Regions from separate parts of the Mus musculus genome. Here all the other regions are linked to region 3. A link is a contact called in public promoter capture Hi-C data. All regions are on one chromosome and are shown on one strand. The core of a region is the stretch at or near the end of the contact, and the rest is flanking DNA. Distances in the headings are between cores, read along the strand shown. Region 1 overlaps Ppm1l (protein phosphatase 1 (formerly 2C)-like). Region 2 holds the start of Ppm1l (protein phosphatase 1 (formerly 2C)-like). Region 3 overlaps Ppm1l (protein phosphatase 1 (formerly 2C)-like). Region 4 has its middle 27 kb from the start of Ppm1l. Region 5 overlaps Ppm1l (protein phosphatase 1 (formerly 2C)-like).

Evidence for each region. Promoter capture Hi-C pulls out the DNA fragments that hold promoters and counts their contacts. Capture Hi-C pulls out chosen DNA fragments and counts their contacts.
Region 1: a promoter capture Hi-C map of liver shows a contact between it and region 3. The contact joins two enhancer-like sites. A contact is called at or near these places in 1 of 484 Hi-C or Micro-C datasets (liver) and 1 of 9 other capture datasets (liver).
Region 2: a promoter capture Hi-C map of liver shows a contact between it and region 3, with 2.7 times the contacts expected there. The contact joins the promoter of Ppm1l here to the enhancer-like site in region 3. A contact is called at or near these places in 1 of 39 promoter capture datasets (liver), 2 of 484 Hi-C or Micro-C datasets (the N1E-115 cell line and liver), 7 of 115 datasets of contacts at active chromatin or transcription factors (embryonic forebrain, embryonic hindbrain, embryonic stem cells and 3 more) and 2 of 9 other capture datasets (adipose tissue and pancreatic islet).
Region 4: a contact with region 3 is called in a promoter capture Hi-C map of pancreatic islet. The contact joins two enhancer-like sites. A contact is called at or near these places in 1 of 115 datasets of contacts at active chromatin or transcription factors (embryonic basal ganglia) and 3 of 9 other capture datasets (adipose tissue, liver and pancreatic islet).
Region 5: a promoter capture Hi-C map of pancreatic islet shows a contact between it and region 3. The contact joins two enhancer-like sites. A contact is called at or near these places in 1 of 484 Hi-C or Micro-C datasets (uterus) and 2 of 9 other capture datasets (adipose tissue and pancreatic islet).

Annotation. Positions count from the first base shown.
Region 1 is chr3:69,356,697-69,359,396 of GRCm38.p6, reverse strand. All of the region lies in intron 1 of Ppm1l (protein phosphatase 1 (formerly 2C)-like), which reads right to left. Among named protein-coding and RNA genes, the nearest start is that of Ppm1l, 41 kb to the right of the region's middle. Within about 2 kb of position 1,251, at least 14 of the 459 cell types and tissues checked have an H3K27ac peak or open chromatin away from gene starts, as enhancers often do. A contact at or near this core is called in liver, where this site is marked.
Region 2 is chr3:69,315,585-69,318,284 of GRCm38.p6, reverse strand. Ppm1l (protein phosphatase 1 (formerly 2C)-like) reads right to left here and starts at 1,367. Exons shown (of 4, transcript NM_178726.3): 1 at 320-1,367. The coding sequence starts at 718.
Region 3 is chr3:69,542,545-69,545,244 of GRCm38.p6, reverse strand. The region is part of intron 2 of Ppm1l (protein phosphatase 1 (formerly 2C)-like); the gene reads right to left. Among named protein-coding and RNA genes, the nearest start is that of B3galnt1, 55 kb to the left of the region's middle. Within about 2 kb of position 1,259, at least 25 of the 459 cell types and tissues checked have an H3K27ac peak or open chromatin away from gene starts, as enhancers often do. A contact at or near this core is called in the N1E-115 cell line, forebrain, liver and 1 more, where this site is marked.
Region 4 is chr3:69,288,655-69,291,354 of GRCm38.p6, reverse strand. No RefSeq gene overlaps it. Among named protein-coding and RNA genes, the nearest start is that of Ppm1l, 27 kb to the left of the region's middle. Within about 2 kb of position 1,309, at least 109 of the 459 cell types and tissues checked have an H3K27ac peak or open chromatin away from gene starts, as enhancers often do. A contact at or near this core is called in pancreatic islet, where this site is marked.
Region 5 is chr3:69,380,157-69,382,856 of GRCm38.p6, reverse strand. The region is part of intron 1 of Ppm1l (protein phosphatase 1 (formerly 2C)-like); the gene reads right to left. Among named protein-coding and RNA genes, the nearest start is that of Ppm1l, 65 kb to the right of the region's middle. Within about 2 kb of position 1,351, at least 2 of the 459 cell types and tissues checked have an H3K27ac peak or open chromatin away from gene starts, as enhancers often do. A contact at or near this core is called in pancreatic islet, where this site is marked.

The DNA.
Region 1 (2,700 bases), core at 2-2,501, 190 kb after region 3:
ATGACTTGCAGCCCTGGGTACACAGTAGCATTCCTAGAGATCTTTAAACCTCCAACTCCCAAGTCCTACCATCAAAGGGCACAACTGGCCCCAGCAGGGTCCCAGGCGATTCTCACAGGTAGCTAAAGCAGAAAATATTGCCTTTAGCAACATTAAAATATGTCAATCAAAAATAATATCTCTCAACCCTCTTTTGTAGCAAGAACTGTGAGGATTTGCATAAATCCAAGTGTAGGAAGGCAGGCCTTGTCCTCAAAGGTCCTCCATCCACAGGGAAAGGACATGGAACTCAACCTGAGTACAGCATGCTAAGAGTCAAAGCAATGAAGGGCACGTTGCTGGGCACCATCTAACAGGGCAGCGACAAGATGTGCCGGGGATGGCACCCCAAAGACAGTGATCAAATGGACAAGCAGGGAAAGGAACCTCAAAAGGATTAGAATGGGCGAAGGTTCAGAGCCCAGCAAGGTGTTCCTTCACGTAAGGCGAGGGTGAGCATGGATAGAGAGCGCTGTGGAAATGATCCAGGCTCTCAAGTGTTCAGAGACTGGTAATGGAAGCAGGACAAGAAGGCTGGGCATAAGGCATCAGTTGGTATGGCTTGCCCAAGCTAAAGCAGTTTTAAGGGGTCGGGGGAAGGTAGCTGGGGAGGTGAGCGCGCAGGGTTGGGGTGGGGGCCAGGCTGATGTCTGTTGCTTTCTTAGGTCCAGTCAACGAAATGCTCAATACTGACACAATCTCCAGATTTCCAAAGGATACTCAGAATCTAGTCCTTGAGTGAAATTACAGGTTTTTAAATCTGACCAGGGCTAATAAATGGGTCTGCGGGCCAGATTCTGCCCGTAAACTGCAGGCACAGGCTACACTCTTCCTAGAAAATTGATGCAAGGCTTTATAGGCAATCGAGGTGGTGTCCAATTTCAACATTAATACAGTTTAAAGTGCATTCCACTGCAGTGTTGCAGGCAGCAATCAGACAAGTCCAACGGTGCAGGGCTTTTCCATGTTAGCGAGGAGACCACCTTTCTGAAACTAACTCCCTAATGCTTCATTTGCCAAACTTAATACAGAACCTTCTTATTTCTAAAACTCGCAAACACTCAGACTGCAGGTGACGGTCACACGTATTAGCCTCCGACCTGATGGAAGTCAGAGCAAGTTCTAAATTCCACAAGCTTCTGGTTTACAAAGGTGGTAATCAAGATCCCAGATGCTCTGCCAAGCGGGGCCAGAGCAATCCTCTCTGCTGGGAGCATAGCCAAGAGTCCCACAGGACAATGGAGTGGAGGGTGACCCAGGTGTCACAAGAAAGTCACCCTGTACCCAAAGAAGGCTGTGCCTACTCGAGTCCCGTGTGTTTCCAACCACCACCCTACCTCCAGTCAATTTGCCAAATGTGAAGGAAGAGCACCAAGTTCTTTCCACATGACATACTGCCAGTTACTATTGGGGCCAACTGTAAATGTGAATTTTTTCACACTAACAGTTGAGTGTGTTTTTAAAGTCACCGGGGAAATAAACCTGGAGAGGTAAACAGAGCACTTGCAAGACACTCCAAATATCTCTAAAAACAAAAACAAAAACAAAAACCTCTAAAAACACGTCTGTCTTGAACTTGACAAAGGTCTATGTTGCAAACACAGCTATCTACACACAAAGCTGGGCGAGGAGATTATTTATGATACCTCATAGATTTGATTAAGGAAAAATAAGATCCAAAGTATAAAACAACAAATCTCATCTATTTATTAAAACCATCAAAATCTGCACCATGGGAGGTCCATCGTAGATAACTGGCTACAACTGATTCTCAAACCAAATAAGTAGACAGAAGGACTGTCAAAAAAAGAAAAAAGGAAAAAAAAAAAAAAGACAGCCATAGAGTTTGTTTAATAAAGAGCTAACTGCTTGGTTTTTTGTTTGTGGGTTTTTTTTCTGTCTTCAAGTTTTCTCAAAAAGAAAACATGCAATTACCGCGTCTGGTAAAATGCCTGCCTGTGGTCTCTGCTGTCATATCTAATTTTAGGTGTGGAAGTGGAATTTTCTCAGGCATTCTTACTTTGAAAGCTGCACTGTTGAACTTTGGAATATCAAAATCTCTGGAAGCTTGAAATTATCCAACAACGCTTATAATCTAGCAGACACAGTGGTCCTTTAGCAAGGAAGAGACTTTTAAAAACAACCTTCTAATATTTTTTAAAGATTAAATACTACCTAGGAAAAAATTTAAGACCAATAAAGGCAGTGGAGGGAAATGTATTTGAATATGAAAGTTCAAAGACTAGCATGGAAAACTGTTCTCCATCTCTGAGTTGTTACACACCATCAAAGTGCTAAATAAAAAGTAACCGTGGTAAAAATGACTTAGGAAGACTGTTCTCGGGCAGGAAACAGTCACCACAGAGCACGTGCATGTATCTGTCCATCTAAACGCTGACATTTCATTTCTCATTAGATCTTATTTAAATTTGCATGACAGATAACAGTCATTTTCTTTGTTTTTAGGGTTGACAAGGTCTCACTGTGTGGCCCAAGTTCCCCTCAAACTCCTGCCTCATCTCTAGAATGACAGGAACACAGACTTGCCGTTCTAGCATTTAATATTTTTTTCTTGACGTAGACATTAGCATTCTTTTTTTAAAAAAAGTTATCGGTAGTTTCTTCAAAACATGGAAGGTTGGGATGTCTTACTCAAGATGG
Region 2 (2,700 bases), core at 118-2,617, 230 kb after region 3:
AACTCTAGAACCGGGACACTGAGGCCTGGTGACAAAGTTCACTGCATATACTATTCATTCTTCCCAGAAAACTAGCAGTTATTAACTGGCTTCTGACCTTGGGAACTTTATATTAAAATGGCACGGAATATCCAGTGTCTCTCGTGTCTCTCAGCTAAAGTGAACGCTCTCATACCCAAGATCTCCTTGGCAGGGTCTTGGGAACTTGACTCACCTTGTCATCACCAGGTCATTACCACGCCCCTCTCACCCCGATCCGACCCCGCCAAGCACGAGACGCCCGGTTATTTACACACACATAGACCCAGAGAACTCCTACCTCGCCGCCGTGCCCATCAAAGATTCCGAAGATGGACGGGTGCGTCTTGTTGGCTAGATCGGTGAGAACTTCGAAGCGATCTTCCATGTGGTCTCTCCGGCCCTGGATGGAGTACACCGCCACATTATGGCTCTTGAATTCCCAGGTCTTGGAAAACTCGGCCTCCAGCACATCAAGTCCTCCAAGACGATCGTTCTGCATAATCTCGGCCACCTTGCCCTTCACCATCTTCACCGCGTCCCGGCTAGACTTAACGATGGTCTTCACTTCGTCCGTGTGGAAGAAGTAACTCCAGAGAGCCAAGCTGATGCACAGCAGGAAAAGCGTCTCGGGTCTCAGTAAGAAGTAGCGCATGATGCGACCCAGCAGAGACAGCAAAGTCATTGTATCCTCTATCATTTATTATCCCTAGAGCCCGGACCAGCAGCAGCGACGCGTGCCCCGCAACTCGCGGGGTCCGAGTACTGCGGGCACTGCCCGCGGGGACCAAGGCGGAGAGGCAGCCCGGGCCGACAGGGTGAACGAACCCACGGCCGCTCGGAACAGTCGTCCAGAACGATGGCAGTTTCCCTTTTGTCTGGGCAGCCCGAAGGCCCGTGCCTGCCGCCTGCGCCGCCTTCCCTCCCCGCGCTCTTTGTGAGACCGCAGCGACGGCGGCGGCGGCGGCCGCCGCGGGTGCCCCGGGTGGGCGACAGGAATCAAGTTAAAGTTGCGCCGAGCCGGTCCGCAACGGTGAAGAGGATTTCGGGGTGCCGATGCCCGCGCGGTCCCTTTAGGGGTCCCCCCTCGCGGTTCCCGGGAGCGATCGGCAGGTGAGGAAGCGCAGGGCGCAAGAGCCCGGCGGCGAGGGTTGCACGTTCCCTCGATCGCCGCTGCAGGCGAGCTTGGGGGACGAGACAGCGGAGCGTTGCGATTTCGTCACACATCCAGGGGGGGTCCCCGAAACAATAAAAGTTTTGCCGGTGCCTGGGCAAAGGCAGGGGGACACCGAGCTGGGAAACGCAGCACGATGGGTGCGGAGCCGCCGGCAGGCTCTGCCTGCCTCTCCCCAGCACCTCTCAGCTCGGCTCGGCTCGGCTCGGCTCGACTCCGCTCGGCTGCTCCCGGCTCCGCTCGCGCTCGCCCCTCCCCTCCCCGCACACGCTCGCCCCGCCCCGCCCCGCCCCGGGAGTGGCGCTTCCAGATGCGTAACACTGTCACCCGGCTGGGGGCCCGAAGGAGCTCGCCGGGGCGGACGCACGTGGGCAGCAGGCGGGTCGGGGGAGAGCCGCGGGGGGTGAGCGGCAAATCCAGCCGCCCAGCTCTAGCCGATTGTCGATTCTGCCTTGGAGGCCGGCTCCCAGGGACAATGTGATAGTGACGTGAGGTCACTGAACGTCGGTTTCTTGGGCGGCACGGCTGCTCGCTGGGGAGCCGGGAGCTGTACCTGAGCCCTCCCCCCCTCCGGCACGCTACACAATGGTACGGTCCACGCCAGACTTTTCGTAGGGCTAGCGAGATGGGACACATTTCTCCTGTCTCAAAAATCGAAAGTGAGTGATTACTTTGGCCACCCGAGGCAGCTGCCACAGAGACCCGCCGGGATCTCCCAAGAGGCAGGACTTGGACTCGGACCGCAAGAGCTATGTCTCTCTGAAGGCAGAACCGGGGATCTCAGAACCGGAGGCTTGACGTGTAATGGCAAACGCCGGAGGACCAGGAAGGGCCGGCCTCTGAAGACTGGGACTGTGCTGGTGGCCACTCATCCATAAGGAACATGCTTGGAGTGTCCCTCAGCGAGCTACTCTGCCTATGGTTCAAGTTAGAAATCCTCTGGAGCCTTGAAAGTGACAACCACCTTCAGTCCTTGCCGAAGATGAGGGCAGGAGTTTGAGTAGGCAAAGGTGGACCTCAGCAGGATAACTTGAAGTTGGGGCAAGGACTGGTCGCCTAGAATATGAAGCAAGTAATCTTTAAAAGGAACTTCTCTTTCTCTCTACCTCTGTCCACGAAGGACGGTGCTGACCCACCGGACTGACGGTCAGGCATCCTGATAGTCTCCCAGCCAGTGTTCCCCCAAACACTTCTGCCTTCTTTTGATCCCAGTTCCGTCTTAAGATATAAAATATAATTACTGCAATAAAATATAACAAAATGTTCACAGTTGGCAACTAAAGTAACTTTAAACAATTTACATTTTGTCCAGATTTTTGTCTATTCTCCGTAACTGCTAAAGTTTCTACAAAAACCTGGACTTCCCTAACAACAACAACAGAAGAAACATGCTTAAGTATTTAAATAATATGACCCCAACAATATAAACATAAGTAGGAATGATGGGAAAGGAATATAAGCAACTGTTAAGAGTATATTTTTGAAAACTAGGATATGTCTTTAATTAT
Region 3 (2,700 bases), core at 10-2,509:
AATTAATACAGTAACCATAGGGACAGAGGATGGCACATTGTGTAGGCCCATCAGGGAGGGAGTAAGAAGAGGGGGGTGGTTTAGAATAATGTCTCTATCTCCGGGCAGAAAACTGCTTCCTGGAACTCAGGGATGTTTACTGTGAGTTTCTGAGAAAGGCTTTTGCTCTCATGGACAGATGCAGAGCAGAAAAGAACCATTTCTTTGGCTCAGTATTGTCCGGTGAGTTTCACTGAACAGGGGCAGCTGGCTGGGGATGGAGGGGACAATCTCAGCATCTAAGAGTGGAAAGCTCATTGTCTTAGTCAGGGTGTCTATTCCTGCACAAACATCACGACCAAGAAGCAAGTTGGGGAGGAAAGGGTTCATTCAGCTTACACTTTCCACATTGCTCTTGATCACCAAAGGATGTCAGGACTGGAACTCAAGCAGGTCAGGAAGCGGGAGCTGATGCAGAGGCCATGGAGGGATGTTCTTTACTGGCTTGCTTTCCCTGGCTTGCTCAGCTTGCTTTCTTATAGAACCTAAGACTACCAGCCCAGGGATGGCACTACCCACAATGGGCCCTCTCCCCTTGATCACTAGTTGAGAAAAATGCCTTACAGCTGGATCTCATGGAGGCACTTTCCCAACTGAAGCTCCTTTCTCTGTGATAACTCCAGCCTGTGTCAAGTTGACACACAAAACCAGCCAGTACACTCATGGTCCCTGTCACTTCTGCCAGTGGCAGATCTCACATAATCGGGCTCCATCCCAACTGTCCAATATCATGGATACGGCTGAGCCTGTTTGCCCCAGCATGTTTTTGTTCTGTGTGACAATAAATTTCTTTTCTGTTGGAGTCCTTTGAGTCAGGTTTCACATCTACCTCAAGACACAGGGTTCAGTATCATACTGCCTACATTAGCAAGAGACTGTTAGGTTAGGCCAAATGGTGGTAGGCAGGTGGCAGAAACAGAGTTACAGGTGTGTGTGTGTGTGTGTGTGTGTGTGTGTATATGTGTATATGTATATATATATGCATTATGTATGTATGTATGTATCTATCGATAGATAGATATAGATATAGATATAGATATAGATATAGATATAGATATAGATATAGATATATATGTTGCTATATAGGAACATGTTTGGGGTCCTCTCTACAGAAAAACAACAAAACAAACATGCCCACTTCCTACACTGGGGCTGTATGGGTTTGGAGAAATAATCTATGTTGAACCAATGCGGAATGACCAGAAAGAAGCCAGGACACTGGGGCACAAACAATGCACTGTTTGGGCTTTGCAGTCTTAGCCCAATGTTACAAAACTGTTTATAGTATAATATTACTCAACAGCACAAACTACTCTGTTGCCAAGAATCTCCAGAAAAACACCTCCCAGGAGAAAATACTTGCAATCTCACTTTCTTTGGTATGCTGGAGAAAAATAACCTTGATATTTTGGTTAGTAGTTGTGAGATAAATTGATTCATTCCATTTTAATGATATTCATCAAACTACATTATTCCTTAATTTCGAACCTCGGTATGTTTTCACACTAATGATCTAATTTTCATGAGGTTCTATTAATTAATAGGGATGAGATCTTGGAAACTTAACATAATAAATAACCTCGTGTTACAGATTAAAAAAACAATCTGAACAAGGGTATACCTGTAATTTCTGCACTTTGGAGGTAAGGAGGGATGAGTGGAATTCAAGGATAATCAACAATCTAACAGTGAGTTTGGAAGTAACCTGGGCTACTGGAGGCCCTGTGTTAAAGACAATAACAACAACAAAAATATCAGCAAACATCTGGAAAAGTGAGTTTGCACAATCTGGACTCCAAAGTCTAGACTGAGTGAAGCCCTCTGACCTTTGCATCTGAGAAATGGCACTACAGACCACTCGGGTACTGGAGCGGAAGCCTAGACAACTGACTGGGCTTTTCTCTGTTCCTCTGTTGAGCCATCTAGTACATCAGTGAGTGCTCTGGCCTCTACAGCACATGCTGTTCTCTCCCTCTCACAGTGCTGACGCCAGTGCGGGCCACTGTCATTTCAGCCATCAGGTGCCATCAGGGCGCCATGTGAGAAGCAACAGCGGCAGATCCTGTGTGATCTGGCCCTGGTCCAATACTCTCTAATCACTGTCTCCCTTGTTCCGGCTCCTTTTGTTACTCACAGATGCCCAGCCTTTTGTCATTCGGGCTTTGTGCACACTGTTCCTTTTGCTGTTTGCCCTAACACATCTGCTCTTGTCTGAGCTCCAGAAGGAGGTTTTTAGAGAGCCCTTTTCTGATGTTTTATCTCCTCTGTATTTCTTTAATGCCTTCCAACACAGCATTATATAGATATCTTGCTTACATATTTAAAGCATTGAATATCAGTCTTGCGCTATAGAATATATATCCTTCCTAAGGATAGGGGATATTGCTTGTCTCCTTAATCTAATGCTGCCTAGACTATGGGAACTCAATAATTGCTCAATGAATGGATTAGAAGACTGAATAAATGCTCACCTAACATTAAACTTGCAACCTGGCAGTTCTTCTAACAGGCCTGTCCAGTTCAGTACCATGATGCACACGGTCTTCTAGACACTATCATTCAAGGAACCACTCTTAGGTTTTGTTGTTGCTGCTTTGTTTTTACCCAGTGCTCAAAACATGATACCTACCCTGTGCAGGTGCAGCCCATGGTCCCACGCAC
Region 4 (2,700 bases), core at 60-2,559, 250 kb after region 3:
GTCTAGTTTGAAGGACCTGCAAACTGTTCACCTTACTTAACACAAATGATAACAATCACATTGACTGTTCTGATGATCAGAAAATGGTGGTTTAAGCAACTTACATTCTGACAGGTACCTATTGTTTCCGGTATTTAAACTTCACTCTTCAACAACAGATTTAGAGAATGTTTAGGCATTTGCCAATAGCCATCACAGATTTATCTTCTACTTAAAATGATGGCACATGGGAGCCAGCCAGTGGCGTTTGTAATATCACTTTCAGTACCAGACCACTCATGTTCAGATGGACACCATGTGCTCATATGCTGTTGTAAGGTCAGGTACCCAGCAGGAAAACAGACATAATGAGTACCGAGGGGTCAAAAGTGTGTGTGGGGGGGGGGGGACTTTGGATGGTAGCCCATGAGACCTTTGCTGAGCTATCCCTCACCAGCAGGCCTTTAGACCTGTCTTTCTTTCTGACTGAGCTGTGTCCATGGAGAACCAGGGAGCTCTTTACTGAGCAATTTATCCCCCTTTCATTTTTAGAAGAAATCAAAATAACAGACACGGCTGCCTAGTACATCAGTAAGCCACTTGTGGAACTCATTGATAAACATTAAAGCGGAAGATATGTTTCTGCCTTCTCTGGCCTGAAGCCCCTTTGCTGTGGTCAGCACACATGAGAGGCATGACACATCCCCCAGACTCTGGCTGCCTGAGCAAGCTTCTCTAAGCAGCAGGCATTGAAGACATCTGATGGCATCCGTGCTGGGGAGGAGGAGCTGGCCCCGGCAGATGCAGAGAGACGGCTCCTTCAGTGACTCTGACACTGTTCAATGGCACAGTTGGCAGAGGGCCCACACTGCAATCCATCTCCAAGTTTGCGCTGAGGTCAGGCCAGCTACTCACGGCCATTAGCCAAGTTCTTCGGGGATACTAAGTACCAAGACAGGCCCAGTCCCAGAGACATAGGCTGCCAGCACATGACTCTGGCTGGGGGACTTTCTGACAGGGGTCCTTAGATGCTGGGTGATCGGGGTGGAGGGGGGTTGTGACTCTTCTTCCTTCCCACCTTCCCCATTCTGAGTTAGGCTGGGTGGCAGTTTGACAGTTCTGCCAGTCTGTCTGTCTGTCTGCCTTCCAGGTTTCTCTCATGCAGGTGTTTCCTCTTAATAAAAATCCTCCACATTGAGCAGCTGACGTTATGAGACCCAGAATAAGACACCAAGTTAAAAACCACTGATTCGCCGATTGCTTGGCACTGCCCCAGAAATAGAAAGTCTGAAACCGTTGTGTGTGATCTTCGGAAAAGTCCCCAGCCAGGCGGCTGCTTTTCGATGACGATGTGCCAGCGATGACGTGCCAGCGACTCTTTACAACCAGCCTCAAATAAGCTCCGCCACATTAGCCTCTCAGCCGTGATGCAGCTAACCAGTAATTGCTCTCTGCAGCATGCACACAACGTCTTTTCTAAATAGAGCAATTGGTTTCTTCTTTACTTCCACCCTTTCCAGTGAGGACTGGAAGAGACTTGTTTTTCTGTTGCATTTTTACTTAATTGAAGGATTTGCTTATTTTTATTTTTTCCAGTGTAATTTTTTTTAATTTATTTTTTACACTCCATATTTTATTCCCCTCCCCTGCTCCTGATCCACCCTCTAACTGTTCCATATCCCATACCTCCTCCCCACCCCCTGTCTCCATGATGATGTCCCCAACCCCATCCCACCTGACCTCTAAACTCCCTGGTGCCTCCAGTCTCTTGTGGGTTAGGTACATCATCTCTGAATGAACACAGACTAGGAAGTACTCTACTGTATGTGTGTTGGGGGCCTCATATCAGCTGGTGTATGCTGCCTGGTTCGTGTTCTAGTATCTGAGAGATCTCTGGGGGTCCAGGTTAATAGAGACTGCTGGTCCTCCTACAGGATCGCCGCCCTCCTCAGCTTCTTTCAGCCTTCCCTAATTCAACAATAGGGGTCAGTTGCTTCTGTCCATTGGTTGGATGCAAATATCTGCATCTGACTCTTTCAGCTGCTTGTTGGGTCTTTTGGAGGACAGTCATGATAGATCCCTTTTTGTGAGTGCTCCATAGCCTCAGTAATAGTGTCAGGCCTTGGGACCTCCCCTTGAGCTGGATCCCACTTTGGGTCTGTCCCTGGACCTTCTTTTCCTCAGGCTCCTCTCTATTTCCATCCCTGTAATTCTTTCAGACAGGAACAATTATGGGTCAGAGATGTGACCGTAGGATGGCAACCCCATCTCTCACTTGATGCCCTGCCTTCCTGCTGGAGGTGGGCTCTGTAATTTCCCTCTCCCTACTGTCTGGCATTTCCTCTAAGGTCCCTTCCTTTGAGTCCTGAGAGTCTCTCACCTCCCAGGTCTCTGGTGCATTCTGGAGGGTTCCCCCAACCTATTTCTGGAGGTTTCCTGTTTCCATCCTTTCTGCTGGCCCTCAGGGCTTCAGTTCTTTCCCAATACCAGATCAGGTTCTTTTCTACCCCCTACTCCCCTCCCATCTGCTTTCCCTCCCATGTCCCTCCCTCCCTTCCCACTGTGATTGCTTTATATTCTCTCCCAAGTGGGACTGAGGTATCCTTACTTGGGCACTTCAGCTTGTTGACCTTTTTGAGTTCTGTGGACTGTATCTTGGGTATTCTGTACATTTTTTTTGGCTAATATTCCCTTATTAGTGAGTACGTACTATGCACGTGC
Region 5 (2,700 bases), core at 102-2,601, 160 kb after region 3:
TCTGCAGTTAGTAGACCTGCTTCCCTCGTCAGAATCAGAAATTACTTTTTAATCCTGCCGCTACTGATGAGAAACTTGGGTTCTCCAGAGCAACATATGGAACTCATTTAAGCAAGAGCACTCCAATATATCCTCCAGTAAACCCACTTGGGCAGGTGCTGTCCAAGGCTGAAGTAGGTAGTATGTAGCTGAGTTCTGTGCCCAGTACCTAACAACACTCCCGGTACAAAACAGAAATTCAGAAAGTGTTGATTTATAATCTATGCTAAAGTGGGCAATTAGAAACCTGCTTCATATGGTTCTTAAATAATCAAGTCTACTGCTGCTACAGTTGTACCCATGCTTACAAGTGGGGAATTCAATGGCTATTTTTAAACTATTTAAAATAGTCTTAGAATTTCATGAGAAAAATGAAATATTTAGTTATGTCAGGCGGGGGGAAGGACAGAGAGAAGGAAGACAGGGAGGGAGGGAGAGAGAAGTGGAAGGCTTAGAACTCCATTTTAATGTCTAATGTACCCCCACCACAGCACATGCAATTGTAGCATAAAGCAGAATTTGTCCTACCATTTCATGTGGAAATCCATAACATTCACCGTCAGTAGAAATTCCTTAGAATCTCATTTTTAGAGCAACAAAGTACAACTGTGACTTTGACTCATTCGTCTTCTATGTGAACCCAAGCTTCTCTAATCCATTTCAAAACCTGCAAATTGGTCTGTGGATGTCGCTTAGTTTGGAGAGAATTTGCCCCTTGAACCACATAAGAAGGGTTTTGTGGCATAGGCCTATAATCCCAGCACTTAGGACGTAGAGGGGCCTGGAAGTTCAAGGTCATTTTAAACCACACAGATGGTTGGGGTCAGCCTAAGATAAATTAGGACCTGTCTTTAAAAAAATAAAAATAAAAATAAAAGGTTTAAACATCCCAAACTATTCAGGGTGGGAAGAGAAGAACACAAAACCATGGCCTTTACAAACGCCTACAAATGGCTCCCTTCACAGGGTTATGCTCCCTCAAAGTTTAAGCTTCTGCCAGGATTTTTTTTTTTTTCTAAATTAGCTTAGGTAATATCTTTCTTGGTAATAATACTAAGGGATTAAATGAGCTGACAAACATAAATGTAAGATCCATGTGGCTTTCAGAAACAGCAGATAAAATGATGTTAATTAAAGCCACTAAGAACATTGATGGCAATGCCAGAAAATACTTAGGTGTTTTTGTTTGTTTGTTTTTTGTTTTTAAGTCAGAATAAAAGCCAAAATACATACCTAAAGCAAGTGTGCTCACAAGGCCAAGATTCACTGTGCCCCGAATTGAGGATTTCTTGTTTGCTCAATGGCCAGAAGGACTGTTTTTATGACAGGCCAACCCGATGTGTTTTCCAGGATTAGAGGCGGCTGCCAGATTCTACCTATGTAGGCTAAGTTGCAGTGTGTGTGTGTGTGTGTGTGTGTGTGTGTGTGTGTGTGTGTGTGTGTGTGACGGAAGCTGATGGACTGGGAAAGGCCAGGAAGGGCATGCCAATGGGACCAAAGCTCTCTGCAATGAACTGGGAAATGTCTGTATGTTCTTCCTTTATTCCCCATCCCTTGATCAACTAAAGCAGCTTCTCCATTAATAACTCTGCCTCCCAAACCCTTCCCAATGCTCAACCGCATCTCTGCCAGGTGACAAGGCAAACTGACAGGCTACAACTGAAATCCTACTCCAGTCTGTCCCTGCCCACCTGCGGGAGGAGAAAGGACCGGAGAGTCAAGAATAAAAGAGAAAGCCCTGGAAGGGGGCAGGGCTGGGACAGCAGTTGTTTAAGAAAAGAAGGGGATGAGAAGAGGTGAACTCTCTATGTTGGTTCCTCTGACACGAGGGGAAGCCTCTTCTCCTGTGGGATGGCTCCGTTGTCTGGAGAGCATCTATGACATCCACAGGAATTTAGGAATTTCCACACAGAAAAGTGGAGGCGGTGTATGCCACTTACACACACACACACACACACACACACACACACACACACACTCACACACACACACACACTCACACACACTCCATTCATTTCGGGTATCACACAATCATTGATCATTTAGGGGTGCAAGACAGAAAGGTAAAACCTTAGGGACTCCAGGATGACTACAGTGGTGTTTTGATAAGTAAAAACAGGAAGGGGAAGGCAGTTCAGATCAAAGAAGCTCAAACCAGGGGCTGAAACAGAACCCAGGGCCTTCCACTGCCTCTCCTTGAATCTGTGAATGGCATGCCTCGTGCTCCCAGTGTGACCTCTATGCTCTGGTGTGTTACTGCTTCTTCCTCATCACGATTATCCTTGCCTACATTAAAAATGACAACCGTGGGGCTGGTGAGATGGCTCAGTGGTTAAGAGCACTGACTGCTCTTCCGAAGGTCTTGAGTTCAATTCCCAGCAACCACATGGTGGCTCACAACCATCCATAATGAGATCCGACGCCCTCTTCTGGTGTGTCTGAAGACAGCTACTTACATATAATAATAAATAAATTTTTTAAAAAAAGGACAACTGTGCTGGGGGCGGAGAGATCCAGAATCAGCTAGAAATCAGGAGCTCGCTTTGCCGTGTTTACTTATGCACCTGTGTCCGGATCTTTGACTGCTCCTTGGCTGTGTCTGTTGATTTCAAGTGACCTACTACAACCAAAGGTCTTTGGGATGTTTGGGTATAAATTAAT